Regions from separate parts of the Zea mays genome. Here region 1 is linked to region 2. Evidence: chromatin contacts called from public Hi-C data. All regions are on one chromosome and are shown on one strand. Each heading gives the region's core, a stretch centred on a gene start, on an enhancer-like site or on the middle of the called end of the contact. The rest is flanking DNA. Distances are from core to core; before and after follow the strand shown. Region 1 holds the start of LOC100382239. Region 2 holds the start of LOC100286355 (TPD1).

Region 1 (6,009 bases), core at 2,850-5,349, 300 kb before region 2:
GTACCAAAGATGCCCGCACAAACCATATCAGCTGGCTCATGCTGACAGGGAACCTGAGTGGACAGCAAAATCTCCGGAGCTTCAACATTCGCCTGGGGAAGCAGCAAGTCTTCAATAGGGGTATTGCAGCGCCGAATCTTGGGGACCCATGCAAATCCTTCCTCCTTTGGAAAGGGGGAGCTTTTTCGTGGGTTTCACATGGCAAGTTGCGGCGATGATATCACAATTGAGATCAGGAGATGCCTTAGAAACATAGCTATAGTACGGGTAACTAAGTTGTTCGACCATATCTTCTAGTCGAACAAGATGTCTGATGAGTGGAGAAGTATATTTGTACCAATTTACAAGAGAAAGACAGGTATTCAAAGTTGTATTAATTACCAAGAAATTAAGTTGATGAACCATACTATGAAGCTATGGTACAGGGTTATTGAGCATTGTCTCAAAGAAATACCGAGGTTCTCTATGAACTAATTGGTTTCATGTCCGAAAGGTCAACCATGGAAGTCATTTTCTTAATAAGACAAGTGATGAAGTCGTATAGGGACTGAAAGAAAGACTTACACATGGTTTTCATTGACTTGAAGGCCTATGATAAAATACCAAGGAATGTTATATGGTGGTCTTTGGACAAACATAAAAGTTTCAACGATACGTTGGACTCATTAAAGACATGTACAACAATGTTATGACTAATGTTCAAACAAGTGATGGTGACAAAGATGACTTCCCGATTAGAATAGGACTACATCAAGGATCAACTTTGAGCCCTTACCTTTTTGCCTTGGTGATGAATGAGGTCACAAGGGACATACAAGGGCATTATCCCTTGGGGTATACTCTTTGCGAACGATGTAGTGCTAATAGATGAAAGCTAGACAGGAGTAAATAGAAACTAGAGTTGTGGCAAGGGACTCTAGAATCCAAAGGTTTTAGACTCGGTGGAACTAAAACCAATTATATTTGTTCAGCTTAAAAGTTGTCAGATTTAAGCCACAAGGGGAAAGTCCATAAGTAATGAGAGTAATCATCCAAAATAACAAGATAGTATTTGTGACCGGAAACACCGATAACAGGGGACGTCCAAATATCGCAGTGTATTAACTGAAAAGGCTTGGTGGCCCTAGAAGTAGAAGCATGAAAAGGAAGACGAACATGATTGCCTAACTGACAGGCATTGACATAAAGTATTTCTCGATTTGAATAGAGTTGCAAGATGAAGAGGACCAATACATTAGATTCTATTTTTTTCTCCTCCTATGCCAAATATTGAATCGATGTCATAAAACCAACCTTCTGCTCTAGCAAATCAGAGTCAGAGGTAGAAGATATGAGAGGCGTGGATAAAGCAAATCTTCATTAGTTAGTTATTTTACCACTTCCATGTTTCCATCAAGTATATTTTGGGATCAATGGTGGGATTTATATGTATCAAATAAAAATATGCATGTATGCCTTAGTTTTATGAGTATTTGACCTGGTGCAAGTGGTACACGGACTTAGTGGCCTTAGGCGTGCAAATTGACCACCTCGGCCACTGTAGTATTGTAGGCCCATTAGAGATAGGGCTAGGGATAAGATTAGATATCTTGCTTAAGCATCAAGTAAGCCTCTCTATATAAGTATATAAGGAGAGGAGATATATCGATCAAGTCAATCAAGAAGAATATCAATCTATTAGGGTAATCCATTTCTATCCCTGCCCTTGTGGTGCAGCTAACATTGCATTTAACTCAAGAATATTCATACCGAGCTCATGTATCAAAATCACAATCAACTTAAAGTGAAACATGCAAAAATGTTATTTCCTACATGCCCCAAAAAATATAGAATAAGCAGATCACATTACAGTCCATAACTGCAACAACAATTTTAGTTGCAACAAAATTCATATTCTCATAATGTGGAATCAGAAGTACCTATCATTGGCAAGGTTCCATGCCTCTTGAGTAAGCTCGGGAGGGGCTTCAAGTGTTGCAAGGTAGTTTGATATGAACTTATGGGGGTGCTCGACATGGCAAATAAACCCCATCTCCTTCAACAGATGTCGTTCTGTCCGTATCAGGTCACGCCTCAGTTCTGAATATTTCTGTAGCAAATGTTAGAGTCACACAGTTGGTTCAACATACCATCAGATACTTCTACCAACTATATACTAAGATACACGAACAGAAAATGAGAAACCCAACAGTAGCAATGATTCTAACTTCTTAATGGTATAAAGTCAAGGCAAATAGTATGCAGAGGTTTTACAAGAAAGAAACTGAAATTATGTTGTGTTGAAAAAAATATACCTTTGAAAAGACATCTAAGAATTCAATTGGCAAGTTCTCTCTCCTACATTCCATTCTATGGAAGACAAATATAATATGCTTTGATTTCCTGGGACTCTCCTCCAACTTCCCTGCCAGCCAAACACAACTAGCAGCAACTCTCTGCAAGCATAAATAAAAAGGACTGTTAGTTCCACTTAGAAAAGACTAAGAATAGCTCAATTGCAGATAAAGATATTTACCTTTGCACTAAATCGAACAAATGATTTTTTGCAGTAAAAGCGATGGAACAATACTTGTGCCGTGGCCATCACTGCTTGTGGTCTTTGTTGGTCAAGAATACACAAAATAGATATTTTTTACAAGAATTATCTATTTGTTAGTAAAATAATTATCAATAACACTGAAACATTGAATATCATGAAGAATTGGTATGCCAATCATTGTGATAAATCTCAATTTGTCCATAATGCAGATAGAGTTTTTTTTTGCTTCAGCATATCATTCATAATGAGACAAACCATACCTAATAGATGTACATAATCGATAATTGTCCATCTCCCTATCATTCCACCCAACAAAAAGTGCACATTGCAGAGTTGGTTCATAACAACATCATAATGACTTCAGAAGGTAACTCTACAACTAAAACAACCTCTGGAGAAAGAAACCCAAAGGCAGCAAAATTCTTCATGTCACAACTCACAAGTTACCACGTGCCACCAACAATTCCTTAATCCTTAATTAAGAAAGAAACCTACTGTTACTTATCTGCTACAGTAGGTTAGCCAGACAATTCGAAAACCCATAACAGTGCAGAACCCACACACATGCTGAACAAAATACCCTAATCCTAAGCGTAATCAATGGAACTACTACAAAAAGAAAGCATGTAACCTAGAAATCACACTGGAGAGAACTTGATTAATAGTAAGTCGTCAGACGTAAACTAATTAACAAAACCCTAGGAAACTTGAGAAGCCCCTAAATGGCTTAATGACAGGATTTGGACATAGGAAGCTGGATTAGAGAGAGGAACTGCAGGAAAGAGGATACAGCCTGAGGAGGATGCCGCTCTCCTGGATGAGGTCGCAGCCATAGACGCGGAGCACAGTCTCAGTGGCCTCGTCGATCCCATCCTTCCGTGATGGTGAGTTGCGCAGCTGCTCCTCCGTCAGGTAGAACGTGTCAATCGCGGTGTATATCATCCTCTACTAGGGTGGTCTCGCCGAAAAAGGTAGTCCTAGTAAAAAAAAATATATGCAATATGGTAAAATAAAAAATTGGTATGCATGACTATAAATTAACCAAATTGATCCGATTATGTTCGATTCTATGACAAGAAATTTCATTCAATTCTATGCTCCGATTTCATGCACAAGAACAAATCCCTAACCAATAATAATGAATCACATACCAATTTCGCATATACACAATCAATAAGCCCAAATTTACAGTCCAGTGCTCACTGTCAAACCCTAGGGTATGAGATTTCAGATTTGGGAAAGCTCAAAACTTCAAAAGCTGGCTCACCGATACAGGGGCGCTGGCGCGCTGCTCTGCAGCTTGGCGCCACCCGGAGGCCGACTTCGGCGGTTGCGCAGCCTGATCGGTGCCTCGGCACCCCAACGGCTGTGCTGCACAGCCTCCGCAACGGGCGGCGGCGGGCGGGTGGCGTGGTACCGCCGCTCCGCGCTCGGGCGGCTCGGCCTCGGTGCTTGGGGCTGGCGGCGCTCGCGCTGGTGATGTCCTCCGGGTCTGTTATGGCCCGTGGCCGCCGGCTCGGGACGCCGGGACGTGAGCACGGAGATACGCCGTCGCCGGTGATGGTCGACGCATGAATACCAGGTAAGTGGTGTTCTGTTATTCGATAATAATCCTCGATTCTCTTCGATTACAGCTTACTGGACCAGCCCAATTAAGGCTCCCGCCTGATTACAACGCACACGCCACTATGGCCCAACGGTCCACTCCAACTCACACAGATTAGACACTCTAACCCACATTCAGCTACACTTCCTCGTTTGGCACACATCGCTCAGCTGACCATCCTTAAGTCCCATATAAATACGTATTGAGATATTTATTTAAATATAATTATTATTTAGATCCTCTTCTTCGAACTCTTTAGAGTGACAGCTTTATCTCTCGAGGTCTTTGTTTCTGCTTAATATTTGTTCAATGCTTCGAGAGCATCTGTAACATCTCAAAACCATTAACTAAAATAATGTATTTAGATTATTAGTGTTAATTATGGTAAAGAATTTTTCTTTCAAGTGTTTAATCTTATTTAACTTTCGAAAAAAAATTTGATTGCTCATAATTGTTTGATGATTGTTTTTATAAAATTCTTTTATACGAAAACTCAACTAATTAATATGAGAACTTTGGTTAAAAATAAATTTTTAATAATAAATATTGTTGGTATAATTATTGTGAACTTTTAGAGATATTTAAAAAAATATATTTATTTATAAATAATGAATAATAAAAAGAATTTCGAAAAGAAAAAAAAAGAAAAAAACTAACGTGAGGTGGCTGGTCTCCTGGCCGAATCCTGGCCCATCCCGTGCCCTCCACTCTTTCCTATCCTTCGTCTTACACATGGCCCCTCCCTATCTTGTCTATATGGCACTTGGGCTCCACATGTAAGGTTCCTATCATTTCTCCTCTTCCTTATTTCTCACGGACATAGGAACATAGCCGGGCCGTCCGGTCCGGCCCCGATGAAGCACGGCTCGTTTTGGGCTAGGCACGGTTAGAAAACTGGGTCGGGTCTTCTAAGTCTGCGAGCTCGATTCCTTGTCCGAGCCCGGCCTGTAGCGGGCCTAAACGGGCCGGGCCGGGCCGGCCCGTTTAGCACGAAAAAAGCGGGCCAAAAGCGGACCGAACGGGCCGAAAAGCATGTTTTAGTGCAAAAAAACGGGCTCAGCGTGCTTAGAGGTAAACGGGTCGTGCCGGGCTAGCCCATCGTACCTAGTTTCTTGTCCGAGCCCGGCCCGCTTATTCGTGTCGTGCCGGCCCGGACCCACATAGAACCGGGTCGTGCCGTGCTCGGACCGGGCCCAAACAGCGGGCTTCGTGCCGGGCTCGCGGGCCTCGTGCTTATTGGTCATCTATAGCCGCCCTATCTGTTGGATGCTCGTCGCCGCACCGTTTCGTCTCCACGCAGTACCGCGACCTCATCTCCCCAAGTGGACTTTGGCCTGGCCTCCTCGCCCCCCGCCCTCTCGCATCCGGAAACCGTCGTGTCTTTCCCTCTCCCCTCCCTCACTCTTCTCTGGTAACGGCAGCACCATTATTGACGTTAATGGTGCAACGACCTCCATTTCTCTCCCTGGCGCTCCCTCTGCTTTCCCCTCTCTATAAATAACGAGCTCAGGCCTCGTGGAGCCAGTGCTTGGCCGCCCCAACCTCTCCACGCGCTCTCTTCTCTCTCGCCATGAAACTCGTCGTTGCAGCCTCTGGTCGCCATCGCCGGAACCTTGCTCGTCGCCGGAGCCTAGAGCTGCTCGCCGTCAAGGACAGCCGGTGACCTTGACGCTGTGCCCGCGTCGACCCCTGCTCCTGCTCGCCGAACACTCGCCAGCCCCTCCCCTGCTCATCGTCGAGCCCAACGCAATTTCTCTCCTCCCTTCATTTGTCGATGAGCTGCTGCGAACGCAAGAACTAGAGATAGAAGATGACCAATTTTCATTTTTTGGCCACTGGTCTTTTGTAATTTATGCCCACACTT
Region 2 (6,183 bases), core at 2,503-5,002:
GTTTTGGGCCCGGCTCGCCAGGCACGATTAGAAAACCGGGCCGGGCCGGCTAAGCACGCGGGCTCAATTTCTTGTCCGAGCCCGGCCCGCAACGGGCCTAAACGGGCCGGGCCGGCCCGTTTAGCAAGAAAAAAGCGGGCCGAAAGCGGGCTATGCGGGCCGAAAAGCATGTTTTAGTGTAAAAAAAGCGGGCTTAACGGGCTTAGAGCTAAACGGGCCGTGCCGGGCTAGCCCACCGTGCCTAATTTTCTGTCCGAGCCCGGCCCGCTTATTCGTGCCGGGCCGGCCCGGGCCCGCATATAACCGGGTCGTGCCGGGCTCGGACCGGGCCCAAATAGCGGGCTTCGTGCCGGGCTCGTGGGCCTCGTGCTTATTGGACATCTATAGTCACACCCAGTTTTGGAAGCAAACTGAATGCGAACCATTTACGTGCCAGGATTAGAAACTCACGTACACAGCGATTACATAGTTGGACATCATCACACATTTCTCAAAATAATAGCGGAAATAGTACTTTATTACATCAAGATGTCCAAGACATCAACAGAGTCATTAACTTAACATATTCATTAACATAATCAAAGTGCGGATACGAAACGTAGAAGATAAGGCCTTCACAGGCAGCTGACTGGGGCTTTACCACTAAACACAACTAGAACTCATCGTAGTCCTGAAACTCCTCAAAGTCCTACATGTTGCCTTCATCTCCTCCTGAGCATTGATTGCAATAGGGACAACCTAGGGTTTGGGGGTTTTTAAAGCAAGGGTGAGTACACATCAACGTACTTAGTAAATGTTCCGTTTTGCTAAAGTGGACTAGTTGTATGTGGAGTTAAGGTTAAAACAGTTGTTTTTAGTTGGTCAGGTATTTATTACTAGTAGAAAGCCAAGTTTTAGTAATAAACCCAATTTATTGCCCAAGAGTACTCCCTCCAAGAGGAAATACTAGAAACCATAGTTATAATCATCACCATTAATCAACATCATAAAAGTATCCAGAGTTATTCTAATCAAAGAGGATCCCAAGGCTGCACTTAACCGTGAGCACGACTGATATACCAGTTTCTAACACTCTGTAGAGGTTGCACACTTTACCTACGAGTCGTGAGATACCTTCCTAGCCTGGGTTGTCCAGATCCAATCTTCACTACCGAGGTGAATGGCCAGGGATTCACTGCGTAGCCTTTACAAAGATTTCCCAGAGGTCATAGTCACCCATTAGGTTTCTCTAGTTTGATAAACACAGTACTTCTCCCCGCAGGAAGGGTGACTAACAAAATCAAATCGAAAGAACATCGGCAACTAGCCTTGGCAAAGCAAGTACTGTGCCCGGACCCCATTGACGGCCCTACGGCAAAGCCGACTACACCTCAAGTTCCTCTAATTAATCAGCTAAGGGTGTCCCATTCCACCCTCGTGGTTGTACTGTTATCCCGGGTGGTCTCTCAACGAACAGGTCCTTACGGAGAGGTACTCAGAAAACAGCCTGAGTCCCCTAAAGTATCATATTGTGCTCCTATTTATAGTGTCGAGATACAGCTTTGTATGAATTTATAAACATACCCATAAGTTCTATACATATGAGCTACAAATCTCGCAAGATTAAGGTGGACTTTTCCTCTCTCAACATTGTGCCAATCAGTCTTCTAGAATCTTCTCGCCCCCTTCTGCTTCATGTGCCACCGCTTTGGAGACAAAGCCTCTTCTCCTTTTCATCCCGTTAATCAGCCAGTCCACCAAGGCTCAAGATTCACTATAGTAACGAAAGCCATTTTCGACAGTTAAGAACCGCCAAAAATAAACTATTTTCGGTGGCATAAGGGTTATTTTCGGTGTTTTCTGGACGCAATAAAAGCCAAAAATAAGCTATTATTTTCGGCGGCCATACCCAGGCCACCGAAAATAAGAGCTATTTGTTGAAGCTTCTTAGCTTCGTCACATTCTTTACATTCTGGTTGAGACGAAGGTTGTGTCCTCTATCTGTTGATAATCCTAAGAACATATTTAATTGTTAGCACAATGTTTCGGGGACCTTCGACATTTTGTTATGTACACGATGGTTCACTTACAGCGACCTACAATTGGTTGCTAAAAGCGCCTTCAGCGATCTACGGTTGGTCGCTAAAACGACCTTGCTCTATAGCGACTCACCATTAATCTCTAATAGCCTCTATAGCGACCCACCATAAGTTGTTAAATTTCTAGACTTTTAGCGATCAACAGACCGTGGCTACAAAAGTATTTAGCGACCAACTATCAGTCTATAACTTTTAGCGACTAACACTTAGTACTAATAAGGGTCGCTAAAACTCAACCGTCGTGTAGTGGTAATAAAGATTATGATATTAGTTTATATACACTGAGTCGTCGTATACGTGAAAGTTGATCATATTATACATACGAGATGTATACTTAAATCCGAGAGTGGGCAACTAATGCAGAACAGAAAACTTATAGCGCGTGCTTTATTTTGGGTCCACCCGGGCCTAAAAATGGAAACCATCAAGGCCAGTTAAGTAGGCCAACTTTTAGGTCGGCTCGATGAAGCAATTCAATTCAGAGTTGTAAGATATACGTAGGAGATAGCTGCTCATCATCAGCATGTAGAACCGGCATGGGACGTGCTCTGCCCTGGCTGGCTGCCATGCAGGCAGGCAGATTAAACTTGACCGAGTAATAACTTCAATTTATTCACCAGAATATAGTATTAGACGTAAAAACGTGTAGCGACAACAACGACCGTAGAAATAGTTAGACACACACAAACACAATGCAGATCGAAGTACACATACGTAGACTACTCAACACAACACCAACACGTACGTGGAACTAGCTAGCTACTCCAGGTGTTATATATATATCATCACGGGCCGACGGCTTCAGTTATTTAACGGCACTGGCTCACCAGCAGTTATCTAACGGCAAGCGACGGACGCAACGCTGAGGTGGTACGAGAAGGAGTTGGAGTACTGGAAGGAGACGGTCTCGCTGGGCTCGAGCGCGCCACCGCCCTTGACGACGCAGTCGTTGAAGCCGACGCGCTGGAACTTGGCCGGGTCGACCAGCTCCGTGGACGCGAAGTCGCCGCAGGAGACGTGGACGTCGTAGACGGTGCACCCCCCGCTGCAGACGTTGATGATGCGCACGGTGTAGGCCGGGATGCCGCTGGGCAGAGGGTTGGCGCTGCTCTGGTACACCGCCACGTCCTCCCCGGAGCACCCGTCCGGCCCCATTCGAGCCGCCGTCGAGATAGCGAGCGGCGCGGGTGTGATGACCTGCATGTCACTACTACTGGTGTCGTTCATGCGCGCCGCCGCCGCCTTCTGCGTGGGCAAAGACAGATGGCGTCCAGAAGCAGCAGCAGCAGCAGCTGGTAAGGTTCACATTAGCCCAGTTAATTAGCCACGACTATATGTATGTATGCAAAGCTGCATATGTGCGTGCATGAATTAATAACACACGTACATACGTATACCTTGGGCTGTCGTTAGGATGAGCAGCAAGCTTGCCACAGTCGCCAGAGCTGCGCGTTCGTCCTCAAAGCGCCGTTGTCCCATGGCCTTGTCGATGGATCGCACCGCCACACCCCAGTCGTCCTCGCACTGTCTCGCGGTTTCACGTACGTCGTCTTCTGCTGGTCGTCGATCGATCTGTGGTTTCAGATCGATCGACTTGCCGTTTTGAACGTGGTACGAGAATGTCCGCCCGTCTCTCAGCCACTATAAATAGAAAGGCTAATAATAGTTTACTACTACTTTATAAAAGGGGGCAGCTTACTTATTTAATGAACAGTTTGCAACTTTGAATTGGTTTGTGTGCAGCACGGCCGGCCTAGCGAAGCTAGCTAGATAGTGCTACTAGAGTACATATGGTTGGTATTGATTCATCTATCATCATCCGACCGATTTTGGCTTCATTGTAGCATGCACTGGCCGTCTGGCCGGTATTTTTCTTATAAGAAAAGGGAAAAATAGAAAATGTTTGGTAAATAATACGTGAATAATATACAAATATTGTCTGCGTCAGAGAAACTGGAGTGGCCTGTACTGTAGTAGTATACCAGGGGACTAGGGTTTAGTACATATATATGTAGCGCTATCAATGTCGTCTGAACTGCCATCTGCACCGGCCATATATGCATGCATCTCATCATCAGTAGTACACACCTATGTAGCTGTACTGCTGCGGCATGCATGCGTTGTGCACGATACACGGGGGACCGATCAAGATTCAACGAGAGCAAACATGCATCCGCGACAAAAGCTCCAGTCCAAGAGTCGTCGTCGTCAGTCGTCACACGCGCGCGCGCATGCATGCATGAGAGTCGAGAAAGCAGCAAGTTGTTTAATTCTAGCAGCTCAGCTCGAGGCTGATGACCATTCAATACTGCTGCAACCGGCCTAGCAGAGATTACGACTACTCTACCAAGCTAGTAGTAGGTCGGTTCTGAGCTGAGACGGCCGGTGGCACGCAGAGTGGTGTCGTGGGGGTTCACTGCATGCATTGTCGTCCATGCATGTAGACATCGTACGTACTTGTCGGCAGATTAACTAGTCATGCATCGGTAACCGGAGCATTGGAACGAAGCTCACAAGACTTTGCTTAAATGTTCCCATCATCCCAATGCCAGCTACTCTAGTATAGTACGTACTATATGCCTAACTAACGACCAATCTTCCACAAAGTCGCACCATTAGGCTATTCACAATGGAGGTTTCATGGGGTGTTTCATGTATTAATTAGCCTGCCACATCAGCTATTTTGATGACATGTCACATCATTTAAGAAGGAAGAGTTTCATGGAGTTTCATGGGGATGAAACCATGTTAACTCGTTTCCAAGATCTTGGAAACTGTGTGAAACCTCCATTGAGAGTGTTTTGTTTGATCTTCATATAATTGAGTAAATCCTATTGGTTATTTATATGCAGCATTTAAGAAGTATGTTGACATATGAAATAGTGAGATGAAACTCTCTATTGAGAGAGGGTATTTCATTCATCCATAAATCTGATGTGGCATTTTTGGAAACAGAGACATGAAATCCCCATTGTGAGTAGCCTTAGCTGCAGCTTTTAAAGGTTATATGAAACCCAACTCCGCATGCAGAAAGATGGGTAACCTTTGTGGCTAGCGTCCCTACCACATGGAAACCCTGCATGTAGTGCTATCTAGTACTCTACTAGCATGCGTCGATGGTTATATTATATTAGCCGTCAAACCAAGGACAGATGGGTAGCTGTGATTAATTAGCACTATAATAAAAAAAATAAAAGTGTAACAACATGTACGTAGCACTCACAGGGATCGAGCAACTTGCATGTGTGCCAGTGCCAGGACGATGCATCTTGCTTCCTCGCCGCAAGCTAAGACGCTGCACGCGTTTATCCGACAGACATACACATGCAGACGACGTACCAAATATGAGAAAGACTAGTTAGTACTAACTGCTCGATGCAGCCTGACCGGCCGGCAGCTGCTTCACGCTAGGTGTATAGACAATAGCTAAAGTAGTACACACCAGCATACAGCTGTACTACCCATGTTTGACTGATGAGCCAAAAGTTTCATCGTCCTGTCAAGATTACCCACACAGTTCTATTTGTTATATGGCGGTGATTATTCACTGTTCATGATTTGAGACTGGATCCTTGTTTATGTGTCGACCGACTGCTTAATCTCTTAGCTCAAAAAAATTAAATTTTACTGGTGGTAATCAGTTTGGCGATCATTTTGGTCATGCCAATCACTCACGAATAGAATAAAAACGGATATATATGGTAGCAAAATTCTTCTTATTATTTTTAACATTGAATTTAACATTGAGCTTGTAAAGATTAATAAAAGCTAAACCTTAAATTTATTATATATCTCCTCAAATAATACATATAAAACTCGGATACAAGTAAATCCTAATATTTTCACCTTCTTGTTATAGTGAGCAAATCTATATCTATACTATTAAGAACCTAATGTAGACAACTCATGCTACCACGGTTTTACTCTCCGTGCTACCAAACCACAGAAAAAATAATGCAGCAAAGCAAGCACTTGAACCCACAACCCCTTGCTCCAAACATTAGGGGTAAGCACCAAACCACACATAACTTAGTGTTTATAAATCAACGGTAATTATATTTGAATAAATATCTCAATACTTATTTATCTATACTACTCTATTAAG

The links. A called contact is a pair of places that touch in the nucleus more often than the background predicts.
Region 1: a Hi-C map of leaf shows a contact between it and region 2, with 6 times the contacts expected there. The contact joins the promoter of LOC100382239 here to the promoter of LOC100286355 in region 2. A contact is called at or near these places in 9 of 25 Hi-C or Micro-C datasets (bundle sheath, ear, endosperm and 2 more).

The regions. Positions count from the first base shown.
Region 1 is chr1:249,474,116-249,480,124 of Zm-B73-REFERENCE-NAM-5.0, reverse strand. It overlaps LOC100382239, which reads right to left and starts at 4,099. Exons shown (of 9, transcript NM_001174993.1): 1 at 3,807-4,099; 2 at 3,330-3,516; 3 at 2,516-2,597; 4 at 2,295-2,435; 5 at 1,920-2,089. The coding sequence starts at 3,481.
Region 2 is chr1:249,174,023-249,180,205 of Zm-B73-REFERENCE-NAM-5.0, reverse strand. It overlaps LOC100286355 (TPD1), which reads right to left and starts at 3,752. Exons shown (of 2, transcript NM_001159242.2): 1 at 3,476-3,752; 2 at 2,850-3,370. The coding sequence starts at 3,557. The coding sequence ends at 2,916.